Regions from separate parts of the Mus musculus genome. Here region 1 is linked to region 2. Evidence: chromatin contacts called from public HiChIP or PLAC-seq data. All regions are on one chromosome and are shown on one strand. The core of a region is the stretch at or near the end of the contact, and the rest is flanking DNA. Distances in the headings are between cores, read along the strand shown.

Region 1 (3,708 bases), core at 433-2,932, 120 kb before region 2:
TCAGGAAAAGTCTTGTCACACAGCACCCTTCCCCACCCATTCTCCATCGTGGATCCCACAGACATCCCATCCTGATCTCTGGGAACCCAACACTCTCTGGCAACCTTCAGGGCAGCCAGGCATCAAGGTGACACCAAGGTGAAGACATCCACACCCCAGCATATGGTATAGCCCATCCTTCCATGCCCAGCTAAGGTTTTAGAAATGCAGGACCAACAATGGGGACCCAGCCATGCCTGGAAGGTGCCAGCTTGGGGCTGGATAGGGCTGGGACCCACTCCAGACTTGTCCCCATGAGGAGGTGAGTAGTGAGAAATGGGTATTTTTAGCTAGGGAAGGAGATTTGGCGCCAGTTCTCTAGAGATGACAGGCTCTCGGGGAGTCTGGTGCAGCCCAGGCTAATCTAAAAGTCGTGACCCAGGGTTGGAAGGACAAACTTGGACAACCACACTGGGCATCATCTTCTTTCTCCTCTCTCCTTCCTTATGCTGTATTCACTCTTTCTCTCTCTTAAAAAGAAGATGGACATATTGTAACTATGTAAGTTTTGTTTGTACCATAGGCATGTGGTACCCAAGGACAGAAGAGGTTGTCACTCTGGAGCTGAGTCACTGGCTGTGAGTTGCCATGTGGGTGCTGAGATTCGAACTCAGGTCCTCTGCAAGAGCAGCTTGGTCATCTAACTGCCAAGCAGCCTCTCCAGCGCCCACCTGTCTCTCTGTATGGTATAACAATGTGTGGGTGGTCTCAGAGGGTGTCCTGCCAGGATCTGTGTGTCAACTTAACAATCTAGAGTCGTCCCAGAAAGGAGCCTCAGTTGAGGAAATGCTTCCATGAAATCCAGCTGTAAGGCATGTTCTTAATTAGTGATTGATGTGGGAGGGCCCAGCCCACTGTGGGTGGTGCCATCCCTGGGCTGGTGGCCCTGGGTTCTGTAAGAAAGCAGACTGAGCAAGCCAATATAAGCAGCACCCTCCATGGCCTCTGCATCAGCTCCTGCCTCCAGGTTCCTGCCCTCCTTGAGTTCCTGTCCTGACTTCCTTTGCTGAGGCACAGTAATATGAAAGAATCAGCCAAATAAACATTTTCCTCCCCAACTTGGTTTTTGGTCATGGTGTTTCCACACAGCAATTAAGACAGATGGTGAACTCTGAGCTCTATCCTGGGCCTGTGCTATCTGTCCAGTGCCTTGGTTATAGACCCCACGGCCATGTGCATCATTTTCTGTGGGCTCTTCCAGCAAGGCCATTTCCCACGGTTGCTCTTTCTTCGTTCACATCTAGTTCCCTTTGCTCCCAGGCCATCGGGAACCATCACCTCCCTTGGGCACAACCCCCATGCACACCCTGACCCCCCGCAGAGCATGAACGACCAGAGGCTCGGGAGTTCCCACACTTTATGTGAAGTCAGTTCTCAGCGAGGGTCGGCAGGGAGGGCCCTTTCGCAGGTCGGGGGGCGTGAGGTAGCATCACACGCACGCGCACTCCCGCGCCGACAGCTCTTGCAGCGTGTGGTAGCGGCTGTGCACGTCCAGGAAGGACACCTCGTCCTCATAGGCCGTCGGGCGACAACACGGGTGCGCCCGCGCCCGCTCTCTGCGCACGCGCCTCCGCTGGCGCAGGCGCCGAAGGCCCAGGTCGTAGATGCGGATGGCCGCCTCGCACGCGCCTGCGCAGTAGCGGAACAGCACGGTCTCATCCGACGTGTAGCCCAGGCCCAGCTCGCTCACGCGCACCTCGAGCTCGCGCAGCCCACAAGGCCGAGCCCCCGGCCGCGCCCGCCGACGCCGGGGACCCGCTCGACGGCGCGGTCCCGGGATGCGGGCAGCCCAGGGAGAAAGTTCTCGAAGCTCCACCGCGTCGGGGGCGCCCTGGAGCAGAGCGCGATCTGTGGGCGGGAAGAAAGAGACAAGGGATTGGGTCGCGAGGGCTCTGGTCCGCGCTGCGTGTGCGCAGTCCTGAGTGCCAGGGGACCTACACCCTGGTTCCAGCATCCCTGTGGCTGCCATTGCCCCCTGCCCCCCCCCCCCACTTGGCTGTAGTTGAAGTGTGTGCAGAACTGAGGGGGTTCAGGAGGCAGGAGGATTACTTCAGGGGCATCCTCTGGTACTCTGTGAGTTTGAGGCTGCTCTGGGCTACAAGAGACTGTCGAAAAAAGTAAAAAGAAAAATCAAGTAACCCCCCCCCCCAAAGCTAAGGGGCTCAGCATTGCAGCCTGCTACACCCTCTCTGGTCAGTGTTGGTTGACTGCTTCCACGACCGCCTCTGACTGCCTGTGCCTTGGTTTCCCCCACAGGAGGGTGGACCCCACCCACCCCCAGGCACCTTTTCCAGGAAACCCCCTCCCTCCGGGGGGCGGGACTTACACTGGGCCAGGCGGGCGATGCGGGCGTCCAGGGTGCGTGGAGGGCGTCGTAGCGGGGCAAGCGCGGGTCCCAGGCGGTGGCCCAAGAGCAGACCCTCCTGGCACATCCAGACAGATAGCAGGGAGCTGCAGATGAGCGACACCAGGGCCGCTGCCTTCCAGCGCCTCATCCTGGGCCTCGGCCTGCGGGGAGATGATAGGGAGGGTGGGTGTGCGCGTGGCGGGGTATGGAGGGAGGACAGTGGGTATTTCATTTGGGGCCATGGTGGGTGCAAAGGCCTTGAAGTTCAGGGTGCTTGGCGTGTCCTAGCAATGGATAGGGGACCCAGGTAGGGATAGGGTGACAGCAGAAGGTGACCCAGGAGGTGGTCTCTCCCCTTGGTAACCTACTATGTGCCTCAGTTTTCCCTACCAGGCTGCACCTCTTCCACCAAGGTATTAGTACTCCTGCTCACTGCACACAGTTATGTGTCTAAACACCGGCACACTCCCAACTACAGTGCCCACGTTCCCTGAGGTTAGGCCACCTCCTATCTTACCCAGTGTGCTGTGGCCTGGAAGACATTTGCATTCAGTTTGCGTGGCCCCAACACAGGTGCCAACTGTGTACCAGGCCTGATGCTGAGTACGCAGGAGACATTTGGGGAAACTGAGGCACGGTGTTTGGCTATTTTGTTTTGTTTTTCCTTTTGAGATTTACCCCAGGCTGGTCTGAAACTCTTGTGTATCAGAGGCTGACCCTGAGCTCTGATCCTCCTTCCCTGCTTGGACCCGGGGTTCAGTCTGCAGCTCCAGCTCGCTTGGTTATTGAACACCAACTGTATACTGAGGCTTCAAGACTCTCCATTGTCCACTGTACCAGTAAACCATGTGTCTATTTGTCCTCGTCTGACATTTATTGGGCGCCGATGGTTTGCCTAAGCTCCACTCTGAATTCAACTCAAGTCCAAGTCACATGCACTACCCATGGAAGCCAGGAGTGGATGTGGGGTCCCCGGGGCAGAGTGACAGGGGCCTGTGCGCTGCGCGCGCGCGAGTACCAAACCCGTGTCCTTAGCGTCTGTGGCCCGGGAGTTAGTTGTCCTGGCATGACCGCCCTCACGCCCAAGGCCTGTGCCTTATTATCCCTCTGGGGGCAGTGCCTCAGTTTCCTCTCTGGGTTCTATGAGGAAGCATGACAGCGGAAATGCCAGTACTGGGGGTGGCACGGTCGCACCCACCCAGTGGTCTTGGACCAAGCACCCCCAGCTGAGCTCTGAACCCATGAACAATGGTCCCTCTGTCCGGGGTCACCCGACTGGTTTGTGTCTGGCACGGAAGGGGCGGGGGTATCCTAGGGGGCGT
Region 2 (3,675 bases), core at 761-3,260:
CCAACACTTGAGAGGAAGAGGCAGGTGGGTCACTGAGTTTAAGGTCAGCTGGAGCTACAGAGTTCCAGGTAAGCCAGGGCAACACGGTGAGACCCTATCACAAAACAAAACAAAACAAAACAAAACAAAACAAAACAAAACTTAAGGGCTTGGAAGATGGCTCCATTAGTAAGGGCATGCACAGCACAAGAACCTGCCTTTGAATCACCAGCACATGTAAAAATCCCAAGTGTGGTGGTGTGCATCCGTATCCCTAGCTCTGGAGAGACGGAGGCAGGGGGATTGCTGGAGCTCATGGACAGCCATCTGACCCACTCAGCAAGCTCCTGGTTCTGTGGGAGATAGTGCCTCAAAGGGAGCAGCCCAAGTTGGCCACAAATACACAAAATGGACTTCAGACATCCCTTGCATGCGGCAGACACGGTAGGACCCTACAGACACCCAAAACAATGCACATTGCCACAGTGCCACGGGGTCTCTGTCTGTTGTTTGACACTGAGTACGGCAGGTGCTGGTGCTGCAGGTGGGCTCGTCCACGTTCAGCTTTTATGGTGTTCAGCTACAGGTTCTAGAGCCTAAGTCCTCACCTTTAGTGCAGGAGTATAGGGAGCTTAAGGCAGTCTTGCCTTCTTAGGGAAAAACTAAACTCTGGCCTTCCCTAAATGTGGGCTCCGTTCTGTCACGGTCACGTGCCCCACGCAGAGATCCTCTCAGGAACCTTACCAACTTTCACAAGGTGGCCAGGTGTCACAGATGGAGACATCTGGTCAGCAAGGTAGTTCTCCTTCCACAGAGTTGGTCAGTGGTGGGTGGTCCCAGAAGCGTGTGTGTGTGTGTGTGTGTGTGTGTGTGTGTGTGTGTGTGTATGTGTGTGTGTGTGTTGTCCCCTTCTTGCTCTGGTCACCCCTCAGTCTAGCCAGGGTGATGGTGGTAGATGGGTTCCCACCCAACACAACTCCATAATTCAGGCTTCTGGAACCTTCTGCTCAGGACACCCCTTATGACATCACTGGCCGTCCTCCCCTGCACCCAGCCTCAGGAGAAAAGTACTCCCTGGGGAAGGGGATTGTAAGCTTCCTTCACCCATCATTCCCTCATTCATTCATTCCTTCCTTCATTCATGCATATAATCTTCAGCCACTCACCAGTGTACTTACTCATCTATTCATTCATTCATTCATTCATTCATTCATTCAGATATCTGTATGTGCTTGAACAGTTTTTCCAGCTCCAGTGTTGAGCACTGTGCATTACATTCGATAGAAATAGAAATGAAACCAGACAGGGCCATTCAAGAACCTATGGGGAGTCTCAAAACCAAAAAAAAACAAAAAAACAAAAAAACTACCATAAAGGGTCTGGCACTGTAGCCCAGTGGGTAGTGCTCAAATAGCATGTGCAAGGTCTGGGATTCCAAGCATCACATGAATGGCATGGCACATGCCTGTCAAACCAACACTGGGGATGGTGGAGGCAGGAGGACCAAGGTCATCCTTGGCTACACAGGGAGTTAAAATGTAGCCCAGGCCATATGCACATGCATTTACACTGTGAAACCGTCATCACCATCCAGTTCTAGAGCCTTCGGTCTCCCCAGTCTGAAGCTCTGCCCCAATTCAGTGCTCACTCCCCTCCTTTCCCAGGTCTGCACCACCCACTTCCTGTCTCTGTGACTTGCTCTGGGGCCTGCAAGTGCGACCCTGGGGTATGTGCCCTCGTCTGGCGTATTTCACTGGACAGGGTCATCATCGTTCCTCCACGTTGGCATGGGCATCTTTTCAGGATGTCCTCTCAGCCTGGAGTGTCCACACCCTTGCTCCCTCCTCTGTCAGTGACCATGAGCTAAGAAGCGTGGCTACTGTGTGGATATGGCTGTGTGACAGACCTGAGTCTCTTATTTCAATGGTTTCTGGTGTATGACCAGAAGGGGACCTTGGGTCATGTTGCCATCGTGGCCCTGGCTTACGGAACACAGTGATGTCACAACAACTGCCTTGAAATGTAGAAGGGAATGTTCTGGAGGATGTCCAGTCTGGGGGGCTGCGTGTCCTTCTGTGGCTACAGTGGGAGGTGGTGACAGAGCTGGACAAGAGTCACCACTGTCGTACCAGTTGATAAAGTGGCAGCCTGTGGTGGGGAGAGAGGGCTGAGGACAACAACATCTGCCCCAGCCTCTCAGGAAACGCCGGTGCCACTAGGCACAGAAGGTCCTGGAAACTCTATTCTTTTCTCCTCCTTTCCTCTCCCTTCTTTTCTACTCCCCTCTCCAGAGTCCCATGTAGCCCAGGCTACCCTTGAGTTCACACAGCACTCAACCACTGGAGAACATGAGTTCAGTCCTCTCTCCCACAAAAAAAGCTGGGTGCAGCAGCATACACCTATAACAGGAGACCCCTACTGCTCACTGGCAGTCAGCTTAGTCAATAGGCAAGCTATGGGCTCGGGAAGGGAGAGGTGTGGATGGTCACTGCCAGACAGGCCTCAATGGAAGGAACATAGCTGAGGAAGAAGAGATTTGCTGACGACCTCTGTCTAGCTTCCACAGGTCTGCATACACGCCACACACAAGGAATGTCCCCCACTAACACCCAGCTTGTTTTATTTCTTTTGCCAGCATCCACTCCTGCTCCCTTATCCTGGTCTGTGAGGTTCCTGTCTTTCTCTGGCCAATTCCACCACCATCCACCCCGCCCTTTGAGGAAGCAGACACCCCACTGTGGACACCTGGTCCTCTGCCCTCTGTAACTGTGTGCGTGAACATCTTTGTGCTGGGTCTGTGTCGTGGGAATGACTGACCCTAAGGAATCAGATAACCTTCAGACCTCCAGGAGGATCCTGAAAACCAAAACCATCTTGAAGAACAAAATTCACAGTGCAATATCGAAGAAGGCACAAGCAGATAACTTTGAGATACTGACCCCAGGTGGGAGCCCTGCCCCCCACCCCGTGCAGGGAGAGGGTGGGGGTGGCAGCAGGGTCCTCTTGTCAGCCCAGGCACACTTCTGGGATCAGTAGTAGAGCAGCACTGGTCTACTGGGGTAGGTGGTCAGTGGCCGTTGAAGTCCTGTGGAGAGGGCTTAAGTAACCGGGGGAAGGAGTAAGGGTGATACCTATGGCCATGTGACCTTTGCCAGGGCGATCATGTGACCAACCATCAAGGCCTTGTCCATTTGGGAACAGTAACCCTGACTCCATGTTCTCCTTTCTGTGGGTCAGGGAGCAGTGAACAGCACTCCTGTCCTTTGTCCCAGTCTTTTGGAGTGACCTTTGACCTCCATCCACCTGAGGTGGTGGAGGGTGGAGGGTGGGGGACTGTTGCTGTAAATCTCTCCAACCCAAATATGCCCCAGCAATGAAAACACAACACCATTAATATGAAGACATGCTGTATGCCTAGATTGGGCAGATCTACCGCTACACTACCGTCTTCCACATCTATGAGACCCCTTAGAACTCGAGGTATCTCCAGGCCATGTGCTTCTGCTCTGCTTTTCTTCTTCTTCCTCCTCCTCTGCATCCTCTCCCTCTTCCATTTTCTCCTTCTCTCTCTCCCACCTTCAATTCCACCTTCCCTTTTATCTGCCCAATCATCAGCTCTCCTTTATTTTACAAATTAAGGCGGGAAGCAAGTTTACTGGAAATCACCTGAGTGCTGACTCATTCCTTGTTCACGGC

What was found. HiChIP or PLAC-seq counts read pairs in DNA pulled down with a chosen protein or histone mark.
Region 1: an H3K27ac HiChIP or PLAC-seq map of embryonic stem cells shows a contact between it and region 2, with 5 read pairs. The contact joins the enhancer-like site here to the promoter of Acsbg3 in region 2. A contact is called at or near these places in 4 of 39 promoter capture datasets (cranial neural crest, embryonic stem cells, hematopoietic stem and progenitor cells and 1 more), 1 of 15 datasets of contacts at CTCF or cohesin (large pre-B cells), 4 of 484 Hi-C or Micro-C datasets (the G1E-ER4 cell line, beige adipocytes, bone marrow-derived macrophages and 1 more), 5 of 115 datasets of contacts at active chromatin or transcription factors (all in embryonic stem cells) and 2 of 9 other capture datasets (adipose tissue and liver).

Annotation. Positions count from the first base shown.
Region 1 is chr17:56,749,944-56,753,651 of GRCm38.p6, forward strand. Nrtn (neurturin) reads right to left here. Exons shown (of 3, transcript NM_008738.3): 2 at 2,366-2,547; 3 at 1,380-1,887. The coding sequence starts at 2,534. The coding sequence ends at 1,469. Among named protein-coding and RNA genes, the nearest start is that of Nrtn, 5.8 kb to the right of the region's middle. Within about 2 kb of position 1,683, at least 54 of the 459 cell types and tissues checked have an H3K27ac peak or open chromatin away from gene starts, as enhancers often do. A contact at or near this core is called in embryonic stem cells, where this site is marked.
Region 2 is chr17:56,873,474-56,877,148 of GRCm38.p6, forward strand. It overlaps Acsbg3 (acyl-CoA synthetase bubblegum family member 3), which reads left to right and starts at 2,011. Exons shown (of 14, transcript NM_030141.2): 1 at 2,011-2,207; 2 at 2,615-2,923. The coding sequence starts at 2,788. It overlaps Acsbg2 (acyl-CoA synthetase bubblegum family member 2), which reads right to left and starts at 974. Exons shown (of 15, transcript NM_001039114.1): 1 at 724-974.